2 separate regions of the Cricetulus griseus genome follow, and region 2 is linked to region 1. A link is a contact called in public Micro-C data. All regions are on one chromosome and are shown on one strand. The core of a region is the stretch at or near the end of the contact, and the rest is flanking DNA. Distances in the headings are between cores, read along the strand shown. Region 1 overlaps Ano10 (anoctamin-10). Region 2 holds the start of Ano10 (anoctamin-10).

The links. Hi-C and Micro-C count contacts between places; a contact is called where the count stands out from the background.
Region 2: a contact with region 1 is called in a Micro-C map of the CHO-K1 cell line, with 2.0 times the contacts expected there. The contact joins the promoter of Ano10 here to the enhancer-like site in region 1. A contact is called at or near these places in 2 of 8 Hi-C or Micro-C datasets (the CHO-K1 cell line and fibroblasts).

Annotation. Positions count from the first base shown.
Region 1 is chr4:229,246,832-229,254,422 of CriGri-PICRH-1.0, forward strand. All of the region lies in intron 11 of Ano10 (anoctamin-10), which reads right to left. Among named protein-coding and RNA genes, the nearest start is that of Ano10, 42 kb to the right of the region's middle. Within about 2 kb of position 4,885, at least 2 of the 6 cell types and tissues checked have open chromatin away from gene starts, as enhancers often do. A contact at or near this core is called in the CHO-K1 cell line and fibroblasts, where this site is marked.
Region 2 is chr4:229,288,587-229,296,177 of CriGri-PICRH-1.0, forward strand. Ano10 (anoctamin-10) reads right to left here and starts at 3,578. Exons shown (of 14, transcript XM_027415467.2): 1 at 3,423-3,578.

The sequences.
Region 1 (7,591 bases), core at 3,635-6,134:
GTGCGATGGTGTGCAAGCGCCTGTGTTCATACACACAGAGGTTTTCTTTTAGGAACACAGTTTCTCTAAAAACTAGACTGAAAATATGTTTAAGACAAGAGAGTTGAGAAAGAATGCCTGGAAACAGTCGTTTCTCACAGTGGATAAAATGACCAGATACCCTCTGTTATTTTCACTTGTGAGTGTGAGTGAGTGTGTGTGTGTGGGGGGGGTGTCTGTATCTGCGGGGTGAGGGTGTGGATGCATGAACATAGCTGCAACATAGACAACACTCCCAACCATGACGTGAGTTTTCTGAAGGAGGGTTGGGAATGGGAGTGACACAGCAGCCTCCAAGTCCGGGAACTGTACTGGAGACCCAAGAATAGGGTGCTCAATGGTAGCACTGCCAGCCTGTGTGGGTCACAGTGCTGCTGGCTGCATTACCAGCCCATGGTAAGAGAGGCAGATGGCAAATCATACCAGTCAGGAGCACTGAAAGAAGAGGCACCCAATTCAGGCAGAGCAATATTACTGTAGTCTCAGGGCAAGTCTAACACACAGCAGACAACGCAGATGGGAAGTGCTCTGCTATATAATCCTGACCACAGGCCCTTATGGAGCTCTCAGCATGGGACAGTCCCTGGCTACTCTTGCCCTTTCAGTTCCCTTTCTATGGCTGGTTAGCAGAGAACATCCACAAAAAAGCCCTCCCTGCTCCCCTCGCACCCTGATGGTCAACTCCTTCAGAGAGTGCCTCTCACCCGCAGCCACACCATGGACTTCATTATCAGCACAGATGGTGCCAATTAGCTTGTTGGAGGCACTGATGTGGAAAGAGCAATAGAAGCCTGTGTGTGTGGTCACTTGGGCACTCATGCTGGTCGGAAGCTTGGGGACAGCAGTGCCTTACCTTCTGCAGCTCGTCATCCACCTGTACCCAATCTGCCAGAAGACAGTTTTGACTTTCAGGCTCAGCTTGAGCCCAACTTACAAAACACAAACACACACACACACACACACAGAGAGAGAGAGAGAGAGAGAGAGAGAGAGAGAGAGAGAGAGAGAGAGAGAGAGAGCAGTTGGAACATTTTTTTTTTTACCAGATATATGTAACACTAGAAATTCAAACACTGCGCCCCGTGGCGTTTAACAACATTACAAAGACTAGTTTCTAATCACACTGAATGCGTTTTACTAACTAAGGAGAGACTGCAGTTGCAGCACCATTTTACACTGCCGCTCTCCCTAGCTTCTGGGTTGATCCTGTCTGCACTGTGGCACCTTAGGAACCACAAAAGAAACCAAAGCCCTTTTGAAGCTACTGACTGATCAGCTGGAGGAGCAGAAGGACAGACGGCTCAGCAAAGCAAAGCAAATCTAGCATGTTAAAGTAACAGGGACTATCATGAGTTCCTGAAGTGATGTCTGACTAGACCTGGACAAACCCAGGTTTAAAGAGCATTTTACACCGAGATGAAAGCCTCAAAACAAGCCCCGAGACAACAGTTTTAAAGTGCCAGCCCTCCTGGAAAGGGAAGAAGCATAGTTCTGTTCTCTCCTCTCCTCCAGAACAGAACCTCAGCTGGGGCTGTGGTGAAACCCCACAGATTGTATAAGAGCAGAAGGCTGTGGGAGGAAATCACCGCTCCTGACTTCCAGGAGCCAGTCCTGGTGATCACTGGCTACCACAGCAGCTCCACAGCTCTGCAGCATGGGAGGCAGATGCCAAAAGCTGATTCCACAGAAATGGAGCCGCCAGAGGATGGGGAGTCTCCTGGCCTAATACAAAGGAAGGGGCAGAACTGGGGAGCAGTGGGGCCAGACATAGGGAGAGCCTTGTGGGGCGGATAATGGCTGTCAGCCTGCACTGGCTGCATCAGGGATGAGCTTCATGCTTGTAATGGGAAGGTAAGGTGCTGAGCTCACATTTACAAAGGAAAATGAAAAGCGAAGCTGTGAGAGGTCCTTAGCCCCCAACTCACGCCTTCAGTGACCTCAAGAAAATCCCCAGCCTCTGATGCCATCATTCTCCAGCCCTTTTCAAAGTGTCTCTGGCCACACAAAGCCTCTTACTATTCCAGCACTACTGTAAAGGGCAGAAAATTCTTATGGAACTCAAGTTTTCTGAAATAAAATGTGTTTTCTATCCTCGAGGGGGGGAAAAAAAACTGAAACTCAAAATGCATTCTTTCTCTTCCATTCCACAGAATAAGACAGCAGGTGAGCATGGCCTAGAATCATAAGGTACACGAAAGGGAAGCTGGTCAGGCGCTCAGCAGAGGGCTGCTGCCCTTGTCCTGGTACTGAAGGGGGCTCACAACTAGCGAAAGAGGGGACACGCTGACAAAGGTGCTCAGAGAAGGCTGAGACGTGAGTATCCCCAGAGCCTGACAGCCCAAAAGCTCTGTGGCTCTCTGCAGATCCATCTAACATCCCGCCTGTGACTCTGACACTGTGGGCTTCGAGCTTCCTCATTTACTCCGCCTTAGTATTTTCTCAACCAATACTACTGTGAATGAAGATGCATCACCTCCACAGTGGGCACCTTCCTTTGCCTGTATTTTAGTGCAAGAAATAGGTTAACCACCATGATATCTTAAAAACGCAAAATAAACTGTAAAATGGTTGTCATCAAAACCATACTTAAAAAGAACATGCAAAAAAAGGAAAAAAAATGCACTGACCTAAGTTCCAAGGTCTGTGGATATTGGAACAGGGTAAAAGCAGACATCTGCCATTCACTGACAGGACAAAAGGCCAACCCTCGAGGAATTCAGCAGTCCCCAAGAAGTCCATTCAGATGATTCGAGGAAACAAGTAATTCCTCAGTGAATCCAAAAATTTACTCAGGAGTCACAGAACTGTGTCCCCCTCTGTGTTGTATGGCACACGCATGAGGAAGTGTCTTCCTGTCTGTTGTGCACAAATGAGACCCCTGTGTTAGTTACTTTTCTTGTGACAAAATATCCAAGAACAGCAACTAAGGAAGGGTTTGTTTTGCTGTTTGGAGGGGCATCCATTATGGTGTGGGTGGGGGCACATGGTGGGGGGATTGGTGGTAGAGAGAGGCGTGGCAAGGGGTTGGGGGGAGACACACATGGCGCAAGAGCAAACAGCAGCTGGCCACATGGCCTCTGGAGTCAGAAAGCAGAGAGGAATGGCTCTGCTCAGTGGCCACCAGCCCATTCAGGGAAGGTCCTCCTCAGCCAGGTGGCAGTCAAGATTTAACCACCACACCCCAGGACAATGACTACATTTCCCAGATTGGTTTCCTCTGAAGAGTGAAAACTTGAAGACACTTGGGAAGCAGGGTAAAAGCCGTATCTGGAACATGCCCAGATTTTTACGATTTCCCCCTCATCACTTTAACTGCCTCCTCCTTATCCTGTCTGATACCAATTTGTCTTCATGGAGTCTCTCCAAAGGTTTTCCCAGAAGCGACGGCTCTGCCTTAGCCCGTACTGTTCATCAGATTTCATTTCATTAAATTACATCAATTGCAATAACAAGAATGCCATACATAAACAAATTTTGGGGGGAATCTCTCTTTATAAGCACGTAGCAAGCAGACACTGTCCACAGAGCCTACATCCCAACCATTTCCAGAAGCTGGAGGAGCCTGGACTTGACCCTCCAGAGGGAAAAGCAATCAGGCCATCTAGAGGATGAGGTTAGAGAAGAGACCTTTTACCACACTGGAATTTCTCTCTCGGACAGGTTTGTAGATGCATGCAAAGCTAGAAGCATATCTTACTGGTATCTGGTATGTTTCAGTATAAAATAAACACTTATCTTATGCCTTTAATTATCCCTACACCATCCATAGAGCCACATTTAAACTGGATAAGAACTGAAGATGAGGGCAGCCTAGAGTAAGACTAGGAAACATCAAAAAAGACCAGCAAGAATAAATAAACACAAATAGGAAGACAGGCTGAGTGTGGCTGCTCATACCTGTAACCTAGTCCTCAGGACGCTGAGTGAGGCATGAGGATTCAGAACTGAAGCCCAACCTGGGCTCTCTCATGGCCCTGTCTCAAAACCACAGGCACAGATGTGTGGGGAATCCAGCCCATGATCTCATCCAAGAGGACCCAAATAGAAGAGCCAAAACCCAACCCATGCAAAGCTCTGGAAGGTGAAGACCATGGACAGCACAGTTGGCTGTGGGCCCCTTCCTGGTCAAGCTTGGAATTAAATTCGAAGAATCTGTGTTTCTGAAGAGCATCAGCCAACAAGCACTGAGTGGCTAACCCTGCAAGTAGTTGGGGTTCAATTTCTCACAAGCAGGGGATGCATTTGAACACAGTAAAAGACAAAGAACTGTGGATAGACGGATGCCGTAGGTGGCTGTGAGCTGCCCAGGGTGGGTGCTGGAAACTGAACTTGCGTCCTCTACAAAGGCAGCCTGTGCTCTTAACCTCTGAGCCATCTCTTCAGCCCCCATTCCATATTTCTTAAATAGGAAGTTATATTCTTACAAACAATAGAATTCTAAGATTTTGCTGAGGCTTTTTATTTATTTTTTTAATTTTGTCTGAGTACTCTATCTGCGTGTGCACCTTTATGCCAGAAGAGGGCATCAGATCCCACTATAGATGGCTGTGAGTCACCATGTGGCTACTGGGAATTTAACTCAGGACCTCTGGAAGAGCAGCCAGTGCTCTTAACCTCTGAGTCATCTTCACAGCCCGCCCCCCCCCCCACGCCAAGGTTTTCTTAATATGCTTCCGAAAAGTATAGTCAGCAAGCATATTAACTATAACTCTGAAATTCTCAAATAAGTGTCACAAAGAGCACTAGGGGAAAACATGTGATTCATTTGCTCATGAACAAATCTTTAGTATGAATTGCTTCATCACTTGAAACCACTCAGGAAATGACTCAGCACACACCTCTCAGCTCCTGGAGAATCTACGGTCATTGCCCAGGCTCGGAGCTCCACTTGGAGAGGAAGCAGTGGGGACCACACAGGTCTGCAAATGTCCCTGCTAAACGCATGCAAGACACTGGGGCGTCCTGCACAGAACGGGAAGCGGGACGAGCGGAAGGCTTTGTAATCCACTGGGGCACCTTTCCTGACACAGAACATGAGCATGGTCAGAATGTCATCCTGAGGTGACACCAAGAGCAGACACACGGCGTGCTGCTGCCTTCTTTCTCATGGCCGTGATGGAATGTTTGCGTACATGGGTTAAGAGAGGAAGGATTTGCTTTGGGGCTCATGGTTTGGAGCATTCGGGTCATGGCTCCTGAGTCCATGAGCTCAGGGAGAGCATCTTGGCAGCAGGAACACAAAGTAGAAGCCGTTCTCCACTTCTTGGTGAACAGGAAGCCGAGAAAGGGTCATACAGTATAGGAAGAGGCTACAACAAGCTATTGCCCAAGGACAGAACCCCAGGGACCTACGTGCCCTAAGTTGGCCTCATCTCCAACCTTTCACCACCTCCCAATAATGCCAAAGCATTGCAAATCTGTTCTTTACACCAGGGCCCTCCTGATCTCGTCCTGTCTGGAGACACACACCCAGGAGTATGTGTCACTAAGTCCTGTTGAGGTGACAATGAAGTTAACTATTACTATGGGTCAAAGAAGAGACAGCAGGAGAGCCACGCGCCTAGTGAGGGCTTGTTGTGAGACTCCAGGTGAGAACACTGGACTGCACACTTTAAAGAGCCAGGTGATACAAGAATCACACTCAGCACAGTGTAGGTGAGAAAGGGCAGGAGCCTGGGCTCAGGCCACGCCAATGCTGAGAGACTGAACAGAGTCAGTGATGGGGCGGGGTGGGGAGGATTGGACTGAGGTGTGGAAACAAACCCAGGAGGAGAGGAGGAGCGGGAGGCTGGTGTGAGGAGTGAACTGTGACACAAACGGAAGCATGTGAGTGTTGTCTATGGAGGCGCACAACTGGGGACACATCCATGGCCATGCAGGCACAGGCACTGACCGCTAAAAGATGAGGCCGCCAATGTCCTGTTGTGGGTCAGGCTCAGCGCCTGCCACTTTAGTTCATCGCCAAAGTTCTACCTTTACCCCAAGGACTGGAACTCACAGAGAGAGAGGGAGGGGGAGGGAAACTGATTCTCACTCAGCTATACTTGGCCATGATGACCTTTGGAAGAAATGATGGCAAGAGCGTCATGGTGCACTGACCAGTTGGAATCACACCCGTGGGTCCTGTGACACACCTTGGTTCTATGCTAGCTGCCTCACACAGGCAGCCTCACTCAGACCTCACCTTTGGCAGCAAGCCTTGCTCACCCCTGATGCTTGTGGGTTATTTCCCAGAGTGCTCCTGCAGGGCATGCAGCTGAGGACAGGGTGAGCGAGCGCTCCAAGTGGAAGCTCAGGGACAGACTCCACACTAACCACAGTATCAAGCGATCTGTTACCTCAGCCCACTCCACTCCAGAGAGGGAGAACACACACAACAAGAAAGTTTTAAAGTGAGGAAATCCTGGTATAAGGTAAAGAGTAATTATCTGCACTGAGCTTACAATGTTTATGTCTGAAACTAGGAAAATAAGCCCTGAGAGCCCCATCCACTCTCAGAGGGCCTGCAGTAAGACACACAGATGACAGTTCCATTTCTAACCAGTAAGGGCGCGTATATCATATTAACTTACTCTCCCCTCATCCATAAGAAATGGCTTTTAAGGAGTATTTTTCAAACCAGTAATTAAATGTAAACAGAGACAACAGACTCACTGATCACTAGAACCTAAAAACTAGGAATGCAGGCATGCTCCCAGCGTGAGTAGCCAGCTTACTTCCACCTTAGGGGGAACCCCCGGTGTACAGGGGAAACTGTTAGCATTCAGCAGGCTGGAAAACATGAATGTTACCCACACTGGATGTGTGGACTGTGTGGCCCCTTAAAATCTTCACAAACTGCACTTTCACTGTGATTCTGCATTTCTGAAATGACATCAGAGACGGAGGGGACGTCTCAGAAGCGAGGTGGCTTCTGAGGGAACTACTGGATGCCGATTTGATCTGTGGGCTGAACTTCATGGCATTGTCAGCCTCTAACCTTTAACCCATAAAAAGGCACATTCAGCATGCTCTCGAGTCTGTCTGTCCGCACAGCACCATGTCCATCTGCACGCTGCCATGCTTCCCACCATGATGGACTGAACCTCTGAAGTGTGAGCCACCCAATTAAATGTTTTCCTTTTTAAGAGTTGCTATGGTCATGGTTTCTCTTCACAGCAATAAAAACCCTAAGACAAGGTCACAACTTCATTTACTTGTCAGTCCCCAATCCAGAAGCCTTGGGTGTACAACATGCTACTCAACAGTCTCACCAAGTTCTGTCTCTATACATTTCCACAAGTATGACATTTTTAACTGCTCACGAAAAGGCACAACGTTCACTGGTGTTGAAAATCATCAGCATGTTCCAAAACATGACAAACAGAAAAGTGAGACACTCGAATGTGGCCAGAGTACCTGCATCTCATGTCAGCCTTTGTACAAATTAGCACAGAGCCTGAGTGCTTCACAGTGAATATAGCTGCAGGCAGAAAGTGAACCAGGCAGAAAGCCCCAATTGTTGGCTACTCATGCCAACTAGGGTGGAGGGGACACAATTTTCCCTGCTGAG
Region 2 (7,591 bases), core at 2,328-4,827, 40 kb after region 1:
GGGCTAAAGCAGGAGGAGAAGACAAGTTTGAGACCAGTCTGAGCCACAAACAGAACAACCCCGGGTTACAGAGTGACAGCCTGTTCTAAACAGACACACAGGCATGCACACGCATGTAAGAAAGGCTGCAATTTTCATCTTCAGGGCTGAACAGATCTGGAGAAAGGAGGTGGCACTTGGCACACTGCTTTGAAAGGGATTTCTGTTGTAAATCCTATCCTAATAAAAAGTTAAGACACCTGGATTACCTGATCAGTCCTTCTATTCCGTAACACGGTGGTGACTTGGAATTGATACCTGAGTGTAATTAACCCTGTATGGTAGGGCTGGGGAGGCGGCTCAGGCAGTGAACCCATTGCCATTGCAAGCCTGAGGAGCTGAGTTCAATCCCCAGAACCCAACGTTAAAATGCTGGGCATTGAAGCATGAACATGTAATCCTACAGCTGGGCAGGTGGGCTGTGGGGACCTGGCCAGCCAGCCTAGCTAACTGATGAGTTCTGAACCAATGAGGGACCCCGACTTAAAAAACATGGTACAGAGTAACTGAAGAAGACACCTGAGGTTGACTTCTGGTCTTGAAACATACACACAAGAAAAGGTACCCTTCAGTGTGTGATTTACTCAATCACACACTGTGTGCACAGGAAAGAAAGCAGCTGTGTGCACAGGAAAGAAAGACGTGCGTCCTTTCGGAGACACCGTGTTCAGAAGATGAAGTTAAGAACAGTCGTTGGCTTCCTGTCATGCCTGCTCTACGGCACAGCTCGTCTTGTCTGGGAGGACACCTTTGTTAACAGCTAAGGACACAGCACATCTAAATACATTGGGTCCTGTGAGTGGGAGACTGGTTTGCTCTAAGGTCTGCAGGTCACAAATGGAACTGTGTCAGTGTTGGTTTCCATGTTCAGGAATTGCACTAAGAACATACGAGGAGTTAGCATCAGGGAAGCTGGAACATAAGGACTCAGTATTTCTTCAGATTTTTTAAAACCCAAATTATTTCAAAATAAAAATCTTATAAGGAGGGGGGCACACGCCTTTAATCTCAGCACTCGGGAGGCAGAGGCAGGCAGATCTCTGTGAGTTTGAGACCAACCTGGTCTACAAGAGCTAGCTCTAGGACAGCCTCCAAAGCCACAGAGAAACCTGCCTCGAAACAAACCAAAAAAATTTTTTTTAATTAAAAAAATCACTTAAGATATCTTTCCCCCAGCCCCCCCAAAATTCCTTACTTCCCCCTTTCTAACAAGTATACATAAAAACTCGTATGCATTCAAAACAATGGTTTCAGATTGCATGCAACACTGTCTTAAGAGTTTCTATCGCTCAGATAAGAACCATGGCCAAAAAACAACTTGGGGAGGAAAGGGTGTATTTGGCTTCAGCCATCAGGGAAGACAAGACAGGAACTGAAGTAGGGGCCATAGAGGAATACTGCTTATTGGCTTGGTCAGCCTGTTTTCTTATACAGCCCAGGGCCACCTGCCTAGGGATGGCATCACCCCCAGTGGCCTGGGCCCTCCCCCACTAATCATTAATCAAGAAAATGCCCCACAGACTTGAGTACACGTCAATTTGATGGAAGTATTTGTTCAGATGAGGATAGCTTGTGTCAAGTTGAAATCAACAACTAAAAAAAAAAAAAAATCAACTAAAAACAACAACCAAGTCCAACACTCAGCATTCTGAGTGTGATTATGTGGTTGTGTGCAAAGGCAGAAAGGTACAGATCATTTATGAATACACTGGTAAGAAACTGGCTCACAGTAGCATGGATGGCATTTAAACACTTGGCATGATCAGCCCTAATTCTTCATTTCCCATCATGTATGAAACACATAGCTGAAATACTAATATTATTTTCAAATGAATAATTGGTTTTTCAGAGTGAACTTTTAGTGATTAAGGAAAATGTTAAGTTGAAAGAGTTACAAATATTAGAACAGTCCCCCATTATGTAATGTGTGTATTTATATACACAAAAGTTGGTTTGGTGAGATGGTGGGATGTGGGTGGTGGTTGTGATAAAAGTGCTTGCCATGCAAACCTGATTGAGTTCTAACCCTCAGAACTTGCATCTCATAAAGATGGAAGGGGAGAGTTGGCTCCCGATATTTGACCTCTGACCCCTATACATGGTCCTAGGTATATGCACACCTATATTCATATACACAATAATAAGTAAAAATACTTTTACATACTCAAATTAGGAAGAAAGTCATCAAGACGTCAATAGAGGTCATTCAGTTCAGAACATTTTTACGGAGCATTTACATTTATCCTCTTTTGTGTTCCATCTTTCCCGGTTTACCCCTACACACAGACACACACACACACTCAGCACTTGTACTACTGTTACCCAAACACATAAACGAACTCACAAACACACGACACGTCACCAGGTCTTGTCTGTGCCCCGTCCACTATTCTGAAGCTCTCATTTCTCACCAAAAGGACCTAAATTTGGACCCCCAGAACGCACCTTAAGCCAGGCCATCCGGCGCTTCTGTGATCCCAGCTCCTAGGGTGAGATGCTGTCAGGCCGAATTGCTTAGGCCTAGAGCAGTGGGCAGCACAGCCGCAAAGAATGAAGCCGCTGCCGCACCCAAGGTGGAAGGCCAGGGCCAGCACCTGTGGTCCTGAGCGCCCGAGCCTGCGTGGTATCCTCGTGCGGGCACTCACACGTGAACACACACAAAGTTTAAAAACTAAACTATACCCCCGGCAAAGTCACAGCCCGTTAGTCCATGTGAGTACACTCAGTTGCTCACACATCAGGTAGAGACCCCTCCTCCAGCGAACATCTCACGGCCCATCCTGGTTGGCAGCTGCACTTAAAACTGTTTGAAAAGTTAAGAACAGAATGAGCCCTTAGAAACATCTAGTCCTCTAAGGTTAGTGTGACTTTCTAAATACAAAGCAGGCAACTCACGCTGCGCTTCAAACTTTGAAAACCCCCGGGATTCGAGTGCGCGCGTCCAGGGTTTTAGATGAGAGCACGACCCCGCTGAGTTTGGAGGGGGAAATGAACCTGAAGGGTACTTAAGTCAGGACACCTACGCACCGCCCCAGATCTGGTGGGAAAAACAAAACCAAAAAACGGGGTTTCTCGGGCGATCGGCCTGCGCGGACAGGGCTCGCTGCCCATCCAACCCGCCCGAGTCGTGCGACATCCATCACGGAGAGCGCACAATGGGCCCGGCCACCCTGGAAGGACTCAGCCACCGGGGTCCCGAGTCCTCCCCAAGTGTCAATCACAGGAGCGGCCGGCACCCCAGGACCCAGGCCTGACGCCCGCGAAGCCGGCCGCCATCCCCCTGCCTCCGCTGGCCCTCACCCTTGCAGAGCGTCCGCGTCTCTCTCCCCCGCGGGGGAGGCCCCGGCAGGCCCACCGCACCGCCTGCGCCCCTTCCCACTCACCGGCCGCCCGCGCAGCGTCCTCGGGGGGCGGCCCGAGCCGGGAGAACCAGGCCCGCGGCGCCGACGCGGGGCAGACTGGATGCGCGACCGGGGCGTGGCGCTCTAGGCCGCCAGGAGGCGTCAACGACCAGGCGGGGCGGGGCCTTCGGGCTGTCACTCAGCCGGGGTGGGCGGGACCAGTGGGAAAGGGGCGGTGCCTCGGTAGTTGTAAGTTGGGAGGAAGCGGGGCGGAGCTGTGCAGAGCGAAACCTCACTGGCTGTCGCTCGGGAGGGGGCGGGTCCTAGGCGGGGTGGGCAGGGCCCTGAGGGCTGTCACTTTGGTGGGGTGGAGCAGAGCTGAATGGGCGGGGCCTCGCCAACTGTCCCTGTGGTGAGATGGGGATGGAGCCGCAGCCACGGCATGGAGGCGGGGCCTCGGGGAGTGGGGCGGAGCCTCTCGGGGCGGGGCCTGGCCTGTTGTCATTGGAGCGAGCAGAGGTGGAGCCTGGGCGGGAGGGGCGGGGCCCCGCTGGCTGTCTTCGTGGTGGGATTGGGGCCCGGGCTCGCCGGCCAGCTCGGCCTGGCGCGGTCGCGAATGGAGGGGACTAGGCTCTTTCTTAATCTCTTAGACCAGAATCCAGTGTGAGCACAAGTCTGGTTTAGTTGTGCCAGGTGATGAGAAGCTCAGACCCGACTGGTAACTGAAACCTCACCCGCAGGGATCCATAGGGTTCCCGATCCCCTTGCACTTCCTAGAACTCTCAGACACCGTCCCACCCCTACCCTCCGGCCTCCACCCTCCACACCCTTCCGGTTTCTGGCCCTTGCCAAACAGGGTTGACTCCTGGCTTCTGGCAGCCGCAGAGGGGACAAGGCCTCCAGCCCCACCCCTGGAGGTATGCCGGGTTGGAGGCTGTTTCTCCCAGCCCCCTCCCTGCCTTAAGGAACAGTTCTTGGCTGTGTCTCAGCGGGGTCCTGAAGTTCTCTCCTCTCTGAAAACCAAGGCAAATCGTTCACGAACTTTATTAGAGCCAATTAATGATTCAGTAGACTTGTGGGATTATAGTTGCAGGGTTCCTGTTTTACTCACCCCCTGAACTTATATTCATCCTTGTACATAAGTTCATCTTTTGGTATTTTATTGGAAGTATTCAAAAAACATCGTTTGAATGGAATTTTTTAAAATCCTTTTTGCTCAGATGATCCTTACACTGGAGATTCAGTCCAAGACCTTGTGCCTGCTAAGGAAAAGTTTTTGAGAGCCCAACACAAGCTGCAGTTCCCTGGGAAGAAGGAGCATTAAAGAATGGCCTCCACCACATAGGCCTATAGGCTTGTCTGGGCATTTTCTTGATGATGTGAGAGGGCCCAGCCCACTACGGGTCGTACCGTGCAGTTTTAGAAAGCAAACTGAGCAAGCCAGTAAGCAGTGTTCTATGCTCTCTGCTTCAGGTCCTGTCTCCAGCCAAATAAATCCTTTCCTTCCCAAGTTGTTCTTGGTCCGTGTTTTATTGAAGCAGGCTAGGACAGGCATGAACCCCTGTATTAAGTATCCTTTGCTACATAACAAACCACCCAGAATTAGGCCCCTTCAACATGCCTTTCAAAGCGCCATTCTCTGCTGCTCCCAGGAGCCCCACTCCCCAGGGGCTCTCTCTAGAACAGTGGCTCTCAACCTGTGGGTCGCAAACCCTTTGAGGGTCAAAGGACTATTTCACAGGGATGGCCTAAGACCACAGAAAACACAGATATTACATTATGATTAATAAAGTAGCAAAATTACAGTTATGACATAGTAATAAGAATAAGCAAGGGAGTGTTTCCCCTCAGAGTCAGTACAGGACACACTCAGACACCAAATTCTATCACCCTTAAGGGGCAAGTGCACACATGACTGGGGCAGGGGTGGGGGAGGTGGGGGCACCAAGGCAGACACAAGCAACACCAGCAAGCAGGTGATTTTTGCAGGAGTGGATTTTTAAGGAGAAAGGGGATCTGTGCTAGGGTGAGCTGGTAAGTCCTGATTGGACATGTTAGCCAAATAATGAATTTTGAGTCTTGGATCTTGGCGTTTAGTCTCAGGAATGAGTTAATGACCAAATAAGGGAGTGTGCTGTGGGGACTAACTTTAGAAATGTAATCTTACAGTTTTTAGCAAGGAAGAGGGAAAGGGAGAAAAAGGCAAAACCCATCGGTGCCATGTTTGCCGTGCTCCAGCCTGTTAGAGCCTGTGGGTCACCATGTGAGGAACTGCATTAAAGGGTCGAAGCTTTAGGAAGGTTGAGAACCACAGCTCCAGAAGGACAGTTGTTTTTTTTGTTTTTTTTTTTTTGTTGTTGTTGTTTTTCCTCCCTGTCTTAGATGTCAGCTTCTTGACCAGGCTAATCTCGGAAAGGAAAACCATGAGTAGTTCACAACTCATGATCTTGCTCCCAGCAGCCTTGTGGTTGGATGCTAAGGTTTCTCCAACTTGTTTTCTGATTGTTTCTGGTTGTTCCCCTTTCAGCCAGCCTTCAGATCAAAGCCAGCAGGTAATTAAGAGGAAGAAAAACAACAACAACAAAAAAAAACGAGTCTCATTACTCCACACTGGTGTCTCTTCAACCTTTGAGTTCCCTGTCCCGTCCACCTTCTGTCACTCACTTTATTACTATTGTACTTTGCCAGATGTTTTAGCAACAAGGCACAGGTGTAGTTAGGTCAGAAGTGTGTGTGTGTGTGTGTGTGTGTGTGTGTGTGTGTGTGTGTGTGTGCATGCGCGTGTGTGTATTATGATTAGCCTACAACGTTCACATGTTGAAGGCTACAGTACTCAGGGAAGAACTTGAGGGAGGCCACTATGTCATGAGATTCTCACCTACGGCATGAATGACCCTAATGGTGGACTCATAACTTGGTGGCAGTGCTAGGAGAGAGACAAATTAGGAAGTGGGGACTAGGTGGAGGAGGTAGGTCACTGGGGTCACACCTTTGAAAATTCCACTGTGTCCCTGTCCTCCCCTGTCTCCTCTGTTCTCTCCCTCTCTCGCACAAGTCAGGGTTTAGGTGGTGATCTACCTTAGTTTGTACCATCTAAAGCCAAATTCTAGGCTACTCAATGGTTTTCTTGCTGGCAGACTGAGACCAACCTACAAATGTGTGTGATTCACCAAATTTTGTTTAGCCCTGCCCACATTCCTTCTGCCTCCAGTCTCTCTGCATGTCGGCCTCCCTCTGACTTAGACTTGGCTTGCCATCTCTCCTCCACGATCTTTACCATGGAATGTCCCTCAGCCTGATCTGCAACCAGGGACTGTGAACACACCTCTTACCTCTTGCAGCCCGCCTGTCCACTGGGACCCACTCCCTCTGCAGTTTGTGTGGTTTGAGTTTCACCTTGTGATGCCAAAAGTGGCGTTTGCTCGTCTGTTTGTTTCTCAGTGTGCTTATTCCCTCTGGATAGTTTCTAAGAAAAATGGCAAAACTTGTCTGACACCCATCCTTCTCAAGCTGCCATTTCCCATCTTGTAATGTTAGACCCCCGGAAAACTCAGGTATCCGGGGTCCCAGGCCACGACCGAGGTCACCCCAATCACCAGGCAGATTCGAGAGCTTGCTGCAAACTGCACGAGGCTTTATTGTTTTTTTAACGAGCTAACCCCATGTTAGCTCGGGTCTTTCACCCACCCACCGTGGTGGATGGCTAGCAAAGACAAGACCTAGGGCCTCCCAAGAGATCTTGTAGGGCAGCGTAAGGGGAGTGTCTAGGGGTACGCTCAGGCTCACTATTGGTGTGCCTCCAGGCTTGGAGGGTTTGCCCTGTGTTGATTGGCCAACTGGTTGTTATGGCCCATAGGCCCTCCCAGGGTGGTTGCTATGCTCCGCGTCATTGTTGTGTGCTTGTCCGTAAAGTATACCCAGGGTGGTAAAGCATAGCGCCACCAGCTAACTTCTGATTGGTTCCTTGTCACGAGGCAGGCATCTGACTTTCTAGTGTCTAGGACAAGGTCAGACAAGCATGTGTTTGGCCATTATGACTGCCGAAAGGGGAGCTGGTCCCTTCAGTAAGTTGGGGTTTTACTAGCAAAAATTGAGGCAGGAGTTCTGCATATACATTCATAATACATTTTTCCCCTGAGAGTTATTTTTAAAATATTCTCATCATACAAGAATGACTCACTAAATAACCTCTGGTTGTCTCCAGCATGGCA